Linked DNA regions of Pan troglodytes: region 1 is linked to region 2. A link is a contact called in public HiChIP or PLAC-seq data. All regions are on one chromosome and are shown on one strand. The core of a region is the stretch at or near the end of the contact, and the rest is flanking DNA. Distances in the headings are between cores, read along the strand shown.

Region 1 (4,103 bases), core at 1,503-4,002, 230 kb before region 2:
GTCAGAAACCCTGGGTTTAAGTGCCAGCTCTATCATTTAGAAATTGTGTGTGAGCTTGTGCAAACTATTCAAGTTCTCTGGGCCTGTTTCCTCCTTTGTAAAAAGAATGAGGATTGATACAAGAAACAAGTTATATAACATGAAAAACTCCACATAAAAGCTATTATGCTATGTATGTATTCCCTCCACCCACCAGTGTATATATTTGAGAAGGGGAAGAAGGGCAATTTTGGTTTGTTCATTCACTCAACAAATATTTATAGTGTACTGTCTCTTGCCAGGCACTCTTCTAGGGAACTTAGAATATACCAGTGGCAGGGGGTGGGAGGAGTGGCAGGTTTTAGTAGACCTCACTGAGAAGGTGCTATTTGAGCAAAGATTTGAAGGAGGTGAGGGGATGAACCAAGTATAGAAATGGGTTTTAGGCAGTGGAAACAGCTTGAGCAAGGGTCAGTGTGGCAGGAATGAATGAGGGGGAGAGAAGGACTTTTAGTCAGTGAAATGAGCAGCCACCAGAGAATGTTTTCAGCAGAGGAATCACAGATTCTGAGTTGTTTTAAAAGGATTACTCTAGCTTCTGTATTGAGAATGGACTCTAGATTCTACAAAGGCAAACTGTTAGGAGGTTTTTACAGTAATTCAGATGAGATGATAATGTTGGTAGCACTGGTAGTAGTGGCTGGATTTTAGATACACTTATGGTAGAGCCAAAGGGATTTCCTAATAGAATGGGTATGGGAATGTGAGAAAGAGAGGAATCAAGAATAACTCCAGGGGTATGAAGGAAAAAGAATATAAATGTTTATTATGACTGAACTGTACACTTAAACGTGGTAAAGATAATAAATTTTATATGTATATTTGACCTCAATAAAAATAAACAAAAGAAAAAAAGAATAACTTCCATGGTGGGAGAGAATGTAATTCTCTTTTATTTCCCTCTTTTTTTTTTTTGAGGCCAAGTCTCGCTCTGTCGCCCAGACTGGAGTGCAATGGCGCGATCTTGGCTCACTGCAACCTCCACCTCCCGGGTTCAAGCGATTCTCCTGCCTCAGCCTCCTCAGTAGCTGGGATTACAGGCGCGTACCACCACGCCCGGCTAATTATTTCCCTTTCCTAAATCATGTCGACTTCCTCTTCCTAGTAGCTAGATACTCAATTTTTTTTGTCCTAGTAAAAATGCAACCAATTCACTCCCAAATGATTTCATCAGTAATGCAGAACGTCAAAGAACAAAAAAGGATTAATCACTTGCCAAACAATTAAAAAGTGGCTTTTCATCTAGAATAAACTCTAAACATTTAATCTCAAAACGCAAGAGGAATCAACCCATTCTTGGTTTACAAAATAAAACAACAAAATATATTAAAAAAAGATTTCTTACTCTGTGAGAATATACTGCGCCTATATCAATCTTGTATGGATTCATTTTCTGCATCTCCTTTTCCAGATCACTCTGGTTGTTGAAGGATTGGTAGCGAATGTAAATATCATCTTTCAATGTGAATGAAAATTCACGGTGTTGAAAGTAATTCTTTATCACTGCAAAATAAATGTACATTTTAAAGTTAATTTGCTACTTTATTTGGCTCAGGGCATTATAATTTTAGCCAATGAGAAGTTTTTTTTTTCGGTGAGGGAATCTTGCTTGCTTCCTGCTCTGTCGTCCAGACTGGAGTGCAGTGGCTCGATAAAGGCTCACTGCAACCTCCGCCTCCCGGGTTCAAGGGATCCTACCACCTCAGCCTCCCGAGGCTGTAGCTGGGACTACAGGCATGCGACCCACCATGCCCAGATAATTTTTGTATTTTATGTAGAAACGGGGTTTCACCATGTTGGCCAGGCTGGTCTCGAATTCCTGACCTCAGGTAATCCGTCCTCCTCGGCTTTCCAAAGCGCTGGGATTATAGGCGTAAGCCACGGCACTCGGCCCGAGAAGATGTTTTTTAATGAGCCCCCTATGCTCAACACCGTGGTAGATGTAAAAGAAAAACAAAACAAAATCCACATGACCTAGTCCCTAATTTGAAAGCAGTTACCATTCCGTATTTGCTAGGGAACGGTACAAAAGACGAAACAGATGCATAAATATTTTAAATATGTAATGCCACCCCTCTCTCCTCGATTCGCACGAATAAATTCAGCTGCAAGGAAGAAAGTATTTCTCTTCCTCTGAGAGAGGCTCTTCCGCTCCTGATGCAAACCATGCCTCAGCAGCTTCACGCTACGCCCCAGTAACCCCCTGGGCACCGCTGCAGGTAAACCGGGCACCTAATGTGAGCCTGACCACGGAGAGGTAGGAGCGGCGGCTCTGTTTTTTTTTTTTTTTTTTACCGCGTGGCCGCAGGCTGGCTTATTATATCCTCTCTCGGCCCATTTACACCTAGGAAGTGGTGGGGCGGGCTCGAGAGAGCAAATGAAGGCGCGCGGCACAAAGCCTGGTGCACAGAAGGCGCTTCATATTGTCATTCTAAGGACACCCCGCCTCCAACCTCCTCACACTCCGCTCCCGAACCCATTCCTCGCCTCCATCACCTCCACCGTAGTTGAGCCAGCGATAGTACTGAGAGTAGGGAAAGAGCCTCCGGTAATAAAGTTTAAGCAGCTCGGGCAGCTCGGTGGGGTCAAACGTCTCCATCGAACGCGGAACTCGCCACGGTAAGGATTACCACAGGAATTGGCGGGAACAGCACGGCCGGCGGCCCCGCGACTGCGCAGGCGCTTATGGCCGAGGTCGGCTGTCTGACCCGGCGGCCCGCAGTCGGCCGGGGCCGCCGGGAATTGTAGTTCCCACTTGGTGCGGGCGGGGGCTGCGGGAGACGCAGCAGTTTGCGATCTGCCCACGCGTTCGGGCACTAGGGCCACCGCTCTTGTGGGCAGAAGGCCGCGTCCATTCCAGGAAGAGGATCTTCTCCGGAAATGTGAGACCTACAGCATATTGATTTAGGTTATTAAGATGAAGTAAAAAGGATGCTCCACGTGAACTTTTTGGATGTTTTAGAAATAACACCAGTATCTTTTTTTTGTTTTTTGTTGAGACAGAGTCTCGCTCTGTTGCCCAGGCTGGAGTGCAGTGGCGCGATCTCGGCTCACTGCAAGCTCCGCCTCCCGGGTTCACGCCATTCTCCTGCCTCAGCCTCCCGAGTAGCTGGGACTACAGGCGCCAGCCACCACGCCTGGCTAATTTTTTTTAATTTTTAAATTTTTTTATTTTTAGTAGAGACGGGGTTTCATCGGGTTAGCCAGGATGGTCTCGATCTCCCGACCTCGTGATCCGCCCGCCTCAGCCTCCCAAAGTGCTGGGATTACAGGCGTGAGCCACCACGCCTGGCCGACACCAGTATCTTTTAAAAACGTTTGTAGGCAGGCGCGGTGGCTCATGCTTGTAACGTCAGCACTTTGGGAGGCCAAGGCAGGAGGATCGCTTGAGGCCAGGAGTTCGAGACCGGTTGGGGCAACATTGTGAGATCTCTGTCTACACACACACACCCACACACAACTAGCCAGATGTAGTTGCGTGCGCCTGTAGTCCCAGCTACCCTAGAGGCTGAAGGGTGGGGGGCGGGGAGTGGGGGGAGGGGGCAATCAATCTCTTGAGCTTGGGAGGTCCAGGCTGTTGTGAGCCATGATAGTGCCACTGCACTCCAGTCTGGGCAACAGAGAAAGACCGTGTCTAAAAAAAAAAAAGTTTTGGAAATTAGTTCTTCATGGAATTTCATGAATTACTAGATCCAATATGTGGAAATAAACAAATAACCAAATGAGAAAAGCATAGGCTATTTATTCAGAGCTTACTATAGCAAGGGAGTCAGCCATCATCACTTGCATTTGATAGGACTCAAAGGCAGGCAGAGGAGTAGGAAAGCTTTATAAAAAAGGGAAGCCGTCAAGGTGTTCTTTGATTGGAGGCTGTTGGCATGGAGAAGCTGTACCTGGGCTAACTAGCAGTAGGATGCGGTATGTGATTGGTTTAGGGGTGGGTGTTTGGCTTTCTTTGGTTGGACCTATGTTGGAAGCTGTTAAGGAAGCTGTAGGACACTAGTTAAGGCATTTGGGCCCATTGCTACAGGGGTTGTTGTTTGGCCTCCAGGATCATCATTAGA
Region 2 (4,022 bases), core at 591-3,090:
TCCTGGCAGCATCAAGCCCAGTATTCAGGAAGAGGTTCTGGAAGTAGCCAGCTGCACAGGCCAGCACAGCCTTGTGGGCCGGGAAGGAGCGGCTCCCCACCACAATGGTGACGTCGCACATGGTCTCTGAGAGCCGGCACTTGTTGAGTTCCTTCAGGAGGTTGTTGGGGTGGTTGGTGCTTTGCAGTTTGATCCTCATGCCCATCTTAGCAGCTCCTATGAAATTACCTCCTTATCAGCACAGTTAATCTGTGGACAGCAAGAGAAAAAGATGGATGGCCAAACACATTCGTGCAAAAGAGGGGCTATGCAGGAGAAAATACCACCACTCTGAATGCTTCCAAGCCCCAGGTAGGGATCAGGAGTAAACTGGCATGGAGAGTTCCTCCACTATGACAAGGCAATGACATCTCCCCCTGTATATACTCAAAGAGTTATGACAAAAACCAAAAGGACTGATGACAATCTGATAGCTTGGTCTTAAGCTGGTGCCTAGAGACGAACCAGAGGCATTCCTTCGGACACAATCTTATACTTCATTACCAGAGCCACTGGATCAAATTTTTCTCCTATTAATTTCCTCCCAAATACAAGCTGTCCTAATTCATTGAGCATATTCTTTTCCCTCATGATGCCAAATACCATGCACATGCTTGAACACAACTATCAAAGCTCCACTAGCTACTGAGGAACATATAAGGTAGTTCCGTTTTTTAGCTTTGTCATTGCTGTGTCTTCAACCTCTCAATAATCTCCAAATAAATCTCACGTTCTTGAATCCCCATCTCTCTCTGCCTATACTACATACCCGCTCTCTGGCCTTTCGATAACCCAGAGCCCCTCCAGATATTGCTTCATCACAGTCCCTGTATTCTGTGAAGTTAAAACACTCAGAATGCACAGTAAGAAAAGTAGAACACAACTGTGGTAGTATTTAATATTACTTTAATATGTTGTATTCTTTTTCGCCACCCTTTTCGGGGTTTATATTTTGTTGTCCCTGCACTAACAGATTTACTTGATGCCGCAAGAAAGACTTCTAATTATACAGGTAAGACTCCTAGAGGCTTGTTCACTACCACTTTCTGCCCTTTCTGACTCCTGCACGACTAAGGAAGAAGAGCTACTTGCATCCCTGTTCAGTCTCACAACTCTGCCCAACACAGCCCCTTTCTCCATCTCTCCAGATTCTAACAACTCCCAACTTTTTCTGGGGCCCAGGAAGAGTCTAAGTATTGTGGGGTACCGGCCAAGCATCTCCCGGGCCCTGGTGGCCACCCCTGAACGATCGGCGGGTCGGAGCACTGGGCAGCCAGAGGGGAGGGTGGGAGAGGGGGAAGCTGGGAACTTCCAAGGACACCCCAACAATCCCCAGGCGCCGCGGTCTCCCCTCCGGAGTCGCATCTGGGAGGGAAGGGCGCTGCATCGGCTGGGGCGCTCCCTCTGGAGGCAACGAGCGCCTCAGTCCCTCGACAAACAGCGCGGGGCTCACCCGGGTGAGCCTGTTGGGGGCATGGGGCTGAATAAGGGGCCAAGCGAGGGGCGGCGGGGCCGGCCGGGGTCGGCGCGCGGGCGGGGAGGATGGGTCCGGCCGAAGGGAGCGGGCAAGAGGGACCCCAGCAAGAGCGAGATAAATGCCGAGCCGGAGGTCGGGCTTCGGCCAGGGGCAGCCCTCGGCCTGGCCGCGCTTACCCGGCTCTGCGGGGCCCCGAGCACCATCGCCGCCGCCGCTTCACACAAAGGCCCCGGCCCGCCGTGCCCGGCCCGACGAGGAGGCGGCGCCGCCGGCCGCGGCCAGACTCTCCATCCGCCGCGCGGCTCGCCGCGCCGGCCCGGGCCGCCCCCGCCGCCCGGCCCGCAGCGCCCCCCGCCGTCCCGGAGGAGGCAGCGCCCCCCGCCGCCCGGCCGCAGCGCCCCCCGCCGCCCGGGAGGAGGCAGCGCCCCCCCACGGCGGGGCCGGGTCCAGGACCCGCGCGAGGGGTGCAGGGGCTTCCAAGTCCCCAGGCTGGCTTTTTCTAAGCGCCCATCCACTGTGCGCGGGACTTGGTGCCTGAAGAGTGAAAAACCCTGTCCAAACTCTCTTCACCTCCCCTATTCTACGCTCACAGTTCCAAAAGCTTCTCCTCAGAACATCTACTATGGGCATTTTACAAAATGTTGTAAGATTGTTTGATTACTATATATCTCCTCCACTAGGCTGTGGGCTTCCTGAAGGCAGGGATCTGTGGCTTTGCACACGGCTGCATGTCCACACTGACCCTTACCACACTTCCTGGCACAATAAGTGCTTAATACATTAAGTCTGCTTGAATGAATGAAGGAGCACTTGAGGGCTAGACCGCTACTACTGGACCCTTGTGATAATCCACTGCTGTCCCTCCTTCCATCTAGGTGGCCAAATGAAGACAGTCACCGGATCTCACTGTACTTTGGCACCCCAAGCCTGTTTCCTGAAGCCTGCCCTCCCCAACTCTGTGTAGAACTCGATCACTCTTCCTCCCCACCCTTCTCCCAAATCATCTTTTCAAATGCTCCTGCCCAAGAATTGTCATCAAACCAAAACCACCTACACTGCCTGCCCCACCCACCACCACCAAAGACATTAGAAGTCTTGGTCATGTCACCCTCCCTCCCTCAGTACAGAGGAAGCTCTTAGGCTCCAAGACCCTGCAGTTTCATCGTCTCTCCCATCCCATCCCAGTCACTGCCTGAAAATAGCTTGCAGCCAAGGACAAACTCCCAGGACAGGCGCATGGTAGGATTCAGTAATTCCTTGATGGATAAGTGGAAAGGAAGGGACACACTGAATGTTGCCAACAGATCTAAGCCAGTTTGGCCATTCAGCAATTGTCCATTCTCTTGATGAATTTGGGAGATTGTGTGTCCTCCTTTCCACAACCTCATTAACTGGTGGTAGACTATACTGAAAGCAAGCACTATACCAAATGCTGCCAAACATGTAACATTTGTTAGCCAGGAGATACAAAAACAGCCATAGAACTGTTCTTATAGTTTGGGGATGAGGCATCTCACTTTACCATCTAGTGAAAGGGTCACTTAGAGGTTGACACAATGTTTCAATGGCAGGCCCAGCTCTCACAGTTGTGCAAGGTGACTGAGTCTCCCTAAAGTGGAATATCACACAGCCAGCAGGTCCAGACCTCCAGCATGACTCTGGAGACAGAGGGCTGCTGGGCTTGCAAGGGCCTGGGCCTGTTCAGTCTTTCTAACCAACTGCCCCAGCCATCTCTGGAGGGTTGACCCCAATAAACTTCACATGAAAACAAATCATCCAAAAGACGCAGGTGAAAGTATATACCACTTATACTGAAGTCTTTTTAAGGTAAATCACCATATAGTCACAATAACAAACATATACAAAGTTAAATGGAGAAGAAAGGGCCAGGAATTTAGTCAAGGTCTTGTGGACCAGATCTCTTTAGGCATCAACTATTTTACAACAGGAAAGGAGGGTCAGGATCCCTTCACACATTCTTCAAGTACAAACACAGGAATCTAACTTAACATTTGTCTTCATTTTTTTCTGGAGTCCCCAGTACTGCAATTTTTGTCAGTCCCACTAGAGAGCAATCTTTCTGCACTTAATGTTCCTTCTTGCAAAGCAATTGTCTCATCTCAGCCTATAAGCCTAACTCCCACCAAGTCTGAGCAGAACCAACTCTTGTAGCTTTCATGACCCAGAGAAAGCCCCTAGACTCTGCAAAAGTGTCCCCAGTTTTAAGCCCTATAGATAGATAATTTTGAAAAGTCAAAGAGATGATTCACTAGAAAAAGGGTCTAGGCTCTGGGGTGGGGGCATTCTTTGACCTCTGGCTATAAAGCTGACATAAGTAATACTAGGGTGAGTATTCCCTCCTTTCCCCGCCCCCCACTATACAGCTGTCATTCCAAAGTGGCCCCAAGTCAGGCTGTAGGAAGATAGAATTTTCAGTAGAATGAAAGGACTGCAGGAAGTGGCCTCTGGCTCTGTGGCCCTGTCCTTACACTGCCTTGGGAAATCT

Evidence for each region. HiChIP or PLAC-seq counts read pairs in DNA pulled down with a chosen protein or histone mark.
Region 1: a contact with region 2 is called in an H3K4me3 HiChIP or PLAC-seq map of stem cell-derived excitatory neurons, with 5 times the contacts expected there. The contact joins the promoter of PRIM1 here to the promoter of ZBTB39 in region 2. A contact is called at or near these places in 3 of 7 Hi-C or Micro-C datasets (induced pluripotent stem cells and a lymphoblastoid cell line), 1 of 1 datasets of contacts at active chromatin or transcription factors (stem cell-derived excitatory neurons) and 1 of 1 other capture datasets (stem cell-derived neural stem cells).

The regions. Positions count from the first base shown.
Region 1 is chr10:39,254,692-39,258,794 of NHGRI_mPanTro3-v2.0_pri, reverse strand. PRIM1 (DNA primase subunit 1) reads right to left here and starts at 2,752. Exons shown (of 13, transcript XM_001168535.6): 1 at 2,536-2,752; 2 at 1,385-1,542. The coding sequence starts at 2,638. HSD17B6 (hydroxysteroid 17-beta dehydrogenase 6) reads left to right here and starts at 2,730. Exons shown (of 4, transcript XM_016923169.4): 1 at 2,730-2,921.
Region 2 is chr10:39,024,505-39,028,526 of NHGRI_mPanTro3-v2.0_pri, reverse strand. It overlaps ZBTB39 (zinc finger and BTB domain containing 39), which reads right to left and starts at 1,840. Exons shown (of 2, transcript XM_522441.6): 1 at 1,693-1,840; 2 at 1-249. The coding sequence starts at 205.